Linked DNA regions of Mus musculus: region 2 is linked to region 1. The links are chromatin contacts, called in public HiChIP or PLAC-seq maps. All regions are on one chromosome and are shown on one strand. Each heading gives the region's core, a stretch centred on a gene start, on an enhancer-like site or on the middle of the called end of the contact. The rest is flanking DNA. Distances are from core to core; before and after follow the strand shown. Region 1 holds the start of Krt20 (keratin 20). Region 2 has its middle 21 kb from the start of Krt23.

Evidence for each region. HiChIP or PLAC-seq counts read pairs in DNA pulled down with a chosen protein or histone mark.
Region 2: a contact with region 1 is called in an HNF4G HiChIP or PLAC-seq map of pancreatic cancer cells. The contact joins the enhancer-like site here to the promoter of Krt20 in region 1. A contact is called at or near these places in 6 of 39 promoter capture datasets (the HPC-7 cell line, embryonic stem cells, frontonasal cranial neural crest and 2 more), 5 of 484 Hi-C or Micro-C datasets (astrocytes, embryonic stem cells and forebrain), 4 of 115 datasets of contacts at active chromatin or transcription factors (embryonic stem cells, intestinal villus epithelium, kidney and 1 more) and 2 of 9 other capture datasets (adipose tissue and pancreatic islet).

The regions. Positions count from the first base shown.
Region 1 is chr11:99,436,742-99,440,094 of GRCm38.p6, forward strand. It overlaps Krt20 (keratin 20), which reads right to left and starts at 1,412. Exons shown (of 8, transcript NM_023256.2): 1 at 946-1,412. The coding sequence starts at 1,356.
Region 2 is chr11:99,471,017-99,474,202 of GRCm38.p6, forward strand. No RefSeq gene overlaps it. Among named protein-coding and RNA genes, the nearest start is that of Krt23, 21 kb to the right of the region's middle. Within about 2 kb of position 1,590, at least 45 of the 459 cell types and tissues checked have an H3K27ac peak or open chromatin away from gene starts, as enhancers often do. A contact at or near this core is called in pancreatic cancer cells, where this site is marked.

The sequences.
Region 1 (3,353 bases), core at 162-2,661:
GAGGCTTTTCCTGATGAGATAAGAACCCCGGGGCTGGGCAAATGGTGTGTGCCGATGCTTGAGGTCCTCAGTCAGGAGCGAAGTCTCCCACTTTTATTCCATTGGCTTTATAGAAAGGGGAACCCCACCTACCATGGATGACACAGGAACAGATTGTGATATGACTGTAATAAACTTAAATTGGGGGCAATAGAACATTTTATTATCACAGAGGTGCATTATAAAATGCTTGGTGATAGTGAGGAGATAATTAAATAAGACACTAAAAAATCCAGGTATCAGAACCGTGTATGGTGGCACAGTTCTTTAACCCCAGTGCTGAGGCAGTGGAGGCAGGAGGATGGTGAGGTCCAGACTAGCCTGGGATACACAGATCTTGTATCAAAGAGCAGTTCATCCATCCATCCATCCATCCATCCATCCATCCATCCATCCCCTATCACACAACTATTTATCAATCAGTATACATATCATTAATATCTGTAATCTGTATCCACCCTGAACCCTTTTGTTATTTATACCCATAGTAGGTTAATATATTTGTTATAACATTCATATAATGAAAGATGAAAAATCTCTTTAAATCAACTTGAGTCTTCAAAGTTAGTAAAGACTACTGGCAAACTCACATATAGAAACCATTGGAGGTCTTTGAAAAATAAGATTATCCACAATGAAGACCTTATATTGTAAGCCATAACAAAGATTTGAACTGCAATTTTGGATGATAAAATGATCATATTTTATATATAATTAGTTGAAGTTTTAGAAAAAATGTGAGTTAGACTCATCCTGTTTACAGATACCACATGATAAAATACATTTTTTTTTCAATTATACATTTCAACCTAATCTGCTTCATGTGTTCGAATTCACCTAGCATACATCTCTCAATCCATTAGGCAACTAAACAGTGAGGTAGAAATTACAGGCTTCATGGCTCACCTGATTTTGCAGCTCTTTAATCTGTGCGTAGTAGGAGCTATAGTCTCGGATGGTGCTCGGCGCGTTGGTTTCGTACCACTGCTTGATCTGGGCTTCAAGTCTGGAATTGGATTGCTCCAGGGAGCGCACTTTTTCTAGGTAGTTTGCCAATCTGTCGTTCAGGTTCTGCATTGCCAGTTTCCCATTGCCCCCAAACAGGTCCGATCCGTTGGAGAGATCACCCCCGTAGCTCATTACGGCTTTGGAGACAGAGATGCGAGTGCCATGGCCTCCAGCCCCACCATAGACGCTGGGTGCAGCCCCCAGACGCTGCACAGTCCCCTTCCTATACAGCGAGCCACTCATGCTGAGTGCTGGGCCTTGTGAGGAGGAACTCAGACTTCGGTGAAAACTTTGACGACTGAAATCCATCTGGGATGTAGGGAGGCAACGCCTGTAGCCTGGACTTGGAGCACAGCCTGTCTGTCTCGGGCTGCTGTGGAGATGACCTTTTATAGAGTTCAAGAGACTCCTCCTCTGCTGCCGTGTCACCTCAGGAATGACACAGTCCACCTTCCTGTCTCCCCTTCCCCCTCTTTTGTACGGCAATACGTTTCATTCCATTCCAGAAATTTCTACCAGAGGCACTTTTTAAAGGCTTTCCTGTGGGGGTGGTGGGAGTGGAGGTTTCTTTTTAATAAACAGAGATAACAAAAAGGACGAGGAAGGGGTGTCCTTTCAGGTCTTGCACCTGCCCTGGCAGGTTTTTTTTTTTTCATCCTGTATACAAATAAAGAATATTTACAATCTATATGAATAATTCAGGCATCGAACAAGACAGCTGTGGGAACATAATATAAGTCACACTGGTGAGAAAAGACAATGGCTTGTTCAAATGATTTTCTTTTAAAAAATGTTTTATGCTTCTTTAAATTTTTTTTTTACTTTTAAGTTTATCCTTGTTTAGAATTTATATTTACAGTCTATTGAAATGTCTTGAGTGAAGCTGGGTGTGTGGGTGTGCACCTGAGATTCTAGCACCCGGGAGTCAGAGGTGGGGGGGATCAGGACTAGTTTGAGGCCAGCCTGGTTGAAGTAAGGTGTTCCAGTCTAGCCCAGTGTTGTGTAACAAGACACTGTCTCAAAGTGCAGCTCCCCCCACCCCCGTTTAAGAATTGAATACGGTCAGTAGGTGAATATGTAAATGATTATCGGTGGGCGGTGGGTCAGTTGATTTTGGAGTTTTTTAAAAAAAGATATTTTAAATAGCATTTTTGGATAATTTCATCCATGCACATGTAGCGTATCTTGATAAACTCCTCTCCCACTCGCCTCTCCAGCTGCCTCCGAAGCGCCTAACACAACCCCACCCAAACTTCATACCTCTTTTTATCTTTTTCTTTTTAAAAATAACCAACTGGATCTAATTAGTGCTGCCTGTATGCTTGTGGGTGTGCGGCCTTGGACTGGGTGTGTGAGCAGCCTGTCAGAGGTCATAGATCCTCTGCCTGGCTCCCAGCAGCCTGCAACTGCCAGGAACATCTAGGTTAGCAAGGGGACCTTATTTAAAAAAAAAAACAAAAACAAAAACAAACTTGTTATAAGAATCTTGCAAATATTTTTAAATCTAGTGCTTCTTAAAAAAGAAACAGCAACATTAAATTACTGCGAAACTCCTGCTTTTAATAACTGGCATATTGCATATATTGCATACTGCTTCCTCTGTCTGAGGCCAGCTAGACACCACCAGGGGATTCTTTTTGCTTCTATCTTCCTAACGCTGGCTGTAGGAGCTGCCTCTTAGGACCCCTGATGGATCCCAGTTTCACTGTGTAGATTCCTACGCTCACAGCAAAGTGGCTCCCCGAGAGTGGAAAGAAGGTTGCAGGTGGCTACAGGACTCACATCTAACTTCCCAGAAGCTGCTGATATAAGAGGGCAATTACTCTGTGCCCCGGCCACTCGGTCTATTGATTTGTTTGAGTAGAAACATTCCTTCTAGAGGTGGAATCTGTTTCTATGCAGGAGACTTTGTTGCTTCCTCCAGGCACACGTGTGGGCCCCATCTCACCAGCGGGGACTGATGCTAAGCTCTCCCTAAGGGTGGAGCAAAGAACTTCTGCATACATCTCCTTTCATTCAGACTTCTGACTGAAAATGTGTGCACGCACGCACGCGCACACACTCACTCACAAATTCACAATCCGCTTATGTTTCTTTTCCAAATAACTCTCTTCTAAAAGAAAGTAAGAGCCTATTGTTTTTGTCTTATAAATAACATGCCTTTAAGTGATAAGTTGTGTTATATTTCATCTCAGTTATAAGTGATAAAGGAAAAGCTATACAGAAGTAGAAACTGACAGGCTAACCCCACATTAGACCCTGTATGGTGTCTGTGGACAGCATTGCTATTCATACGTAACTCAGCT
Region 2 (3,186 bases), core at 340-2,839, 34 kb after region 1:
ACCATGGCTCCCGAAGCTGCTGGAAACGATGGGTGGAAATCTTCATACTACGCCTTTGTGATAAGACCGAATAAAATATTTCTGCCTTAATGGCTGTTGAAAATATCTGGGGCAATAGTGATCTGTCATTATTACTTCCTTCTGTTCATCTTCCCTGATCCTTGGGGTTCGGTATGTGGCAGAGAGGATTCTAGAAACTAGGAGTGGTGTGTGGTCTAACTTGGCACACATCTGAGGTGTGACACCCTCTAGGTTTGACATTTGCCAATTCTCAGGGAGGAAGTCAGTTTCCCTAGTAAGAATGGATGCAATTTTAGGGGCTGTTAATTTCAGGTTAAGAGATCGTGTCTGTAGACAGCATTGCATGAATGCTTCAAGTTTTGGGTAGTGAGACGGTTATAATATCCTGTCACTCTTTGGTCCTGATTATCCGACTCACACATACAGTGCTGGTACGATGTCAATAAGATCAGGTCTGATCACCACTGGAATATGGGAGTCCAGCTGCCTTCAAATCTGAAAACTCAGATTTCCCATCCTGGCTTCACATTTCAGATAAAAAAAAAAACACATTTAGCAAATGTCCATTAAACTGCATGATGCATGTTTAGTTTTTTTTTTCACAACTCTTTGGAAATCGTTTGTGACTCTTGTGGCATAAAGCAGAAGCACATTGGGCACAAATTCAGGAGCCACCATTTTATGACTAAGGGATCCCAGGCACGTCAACGTGCTCCATCTGAGCCTCGGTTTCATAGATTGCAAAGTGCAGACAATGAAGTCGTGCATGGCTATGGCCGTGTTACACGAAGTCAATGTGTAACATAGATGAAGGGCTCACAGGCTTTTAAAGGTACACATATGTGCATATGCACACCCACAATCATCTGGGTCTGGGCACATGCGTACAAGCAGGTGTGCTTGTGTGTTTGGTTATGCACACGTGTGTGGACACTGGAGAGCAACGGAAGACATCCTCAGGAACACCGTACACAGCTTTTGAGGTGGGATCTCTCACTGGCCTAGAGCTCACGAATGAGGCTTAGTTTAGCTAGACTCAGAGGCCCTGGAATCCTACACTCTCTTCTTCCCCACAAGCATGTGCTACCGCACTTGGAATTTTTATGAGTGCTGGACTCAGGCTCTTGTGCTTGCAAGGCAAGTGCTTTACCAAATGAGTCACCCTCCCAGCCATGGTTAGTTATTAATATTTTTCTAGTATGTATATATTTTTATGTCATGTGTATGAGTGTTGGGTTGTGTTGTATACATGTATCTTGAAACTAGCATAGACCGGTAGTCTTCTTGAAATGATTCATAATTTCATTAGATGAATTCTCATTTAAAATTCAGAGGGAGATTTTTGGTGAGTGCTGGGATGATTAAACTGATGTAGACACACAGAGCCATGCACAGAGATGGTAGAGAAAACTCAACTGAGTTAAACCAGCCCATTACCTTACAGCAGGGGCATGTTCTTTTCCTTTTTAAATGATCTCAACGGAAAGTTCTGGAAATGTTCTAATCCTCCTTAAAAAGATGTGACAGGCAGTGGTGATGAGATAGTAAGTGAGAAGGGATGAGTCACATCCAGGAATGAACTCAGACACGTTGTCGAGTCAGGAAATCAGCATGCCCAGGAAACACGAACACTCCAGGGCATATGCTAACCCCCCCCCCCAATCTTTTTTTTTTTTTTTTTTTTTTTTTTTTTCAAGGTTCAATTTTTTTTTTCCATTTTTTATTAGGTATTTAGCTCATTTACATTTCCAATGCTATACCAAAAGTCCCCCTTACCCACCCACCCCCACTCCCCTACCCACCCACTCCCCCCCTTTGGCCCTGGCGTTCCCCTGTACCGGGGCACACAAAGTCAGCGTGTCCATTGGGCCTCTCTTTCCAGTGATGGCCGACTAGGCCATCTTTTGATACATATGCAGCTAGAGTCAAGAGCTCAGGGGTACTGGTTAGTTCATAATGTTGTTCCACCTATAGGGTTGAAGATCCCTTTAGCTCCTTGGGTACTTTCTCTAGCTCCTCCATTGGGAGCCCTGTGATCCATCCATTAGCTGACTGTGAGCATCCACTTCTGTGTTTGCTAGGCCCCGGCATAGTCTCACAAGAGACAGCTACATCTGGGTCCTTTCGATAAAATCTTGCTAGTATATGCAATGGTGTCAGCGTTTGGATGCTGATTATGGGGTGGATCCCTGGATATGGCAGTCTCTACATGGTCCATCCTTTCATCTCAGCTCCAAACTTTGTTTCTGTAACTCCTTCCATGGGTGTTTTGTTCCCACTTCTAAAAGCATTTATTGATTAAAGATCGTAAGAGTCTAGCCCAGAATGAAGGAGTTTTTAATCCCAAGGTATTAACAACTGATTAATGTAACTGGGAGTCATTGAGGGTCACGATCATCTCATCCTTGAATGGTATTACCCTCCAGGTGGAGGCTGCCTGTGTTGAAATGGATCGCCCTGCGATGAAACTCCATCTGTGTGACACTGAGAGCGATGAATATTTATAGGGAAATTATTAACGTCTGTGGAATGAGGAAGGCAAACAGTCGGAAGCAATTGAAACTCAAAGATAAGAATCCACTTGGACATCCCAGCATGCTCTGGGAGGAGCAGGCGTTCTCTCTCCTGTTCAGGCTAGAGTCAACCACTGCTTGTCCCCTCATGGGACAGGGCAGAGAGGGCAGCTATGAAAACACAGGGGAAGTGGCTTTATTCTCTATGGTCTTTGAGGAGGGCAGACCTCAGCTTCTGAGGAGGGCAAACCTTAGCTTCTTTCTCTTTGATGCTTCACCTGTCTCTGTTGAACCAAGACTTCTGGAAAGTTCCATTTGAGTGTTAACAAAAGGTTCCTCTGAGTCTCAATGGGATAAAAATGTACTTTTTAGCTATGGTAAAATAAATCAGCTACTGTCATCGGGCAAATACTATTTTTGTATTTAAGACACTCCGATTTTCTCGTCTGCTTTAGTTATTTCTATATAAGAAATAACACAAACGTTATGAGCTTAAACAACTCTTTTTATTTGTTCTCAATTTAATTTTGTGCTTAGCACCGTAGGACTGTATTGTCTGTCTCTGCTCTGTGATGTCTGGGGCCTCAGTTGATTGGCACGAATGGTTGAGGTCTCGCTGGAACAGGAGGACCCAAGCCATGTATTGAGAGCT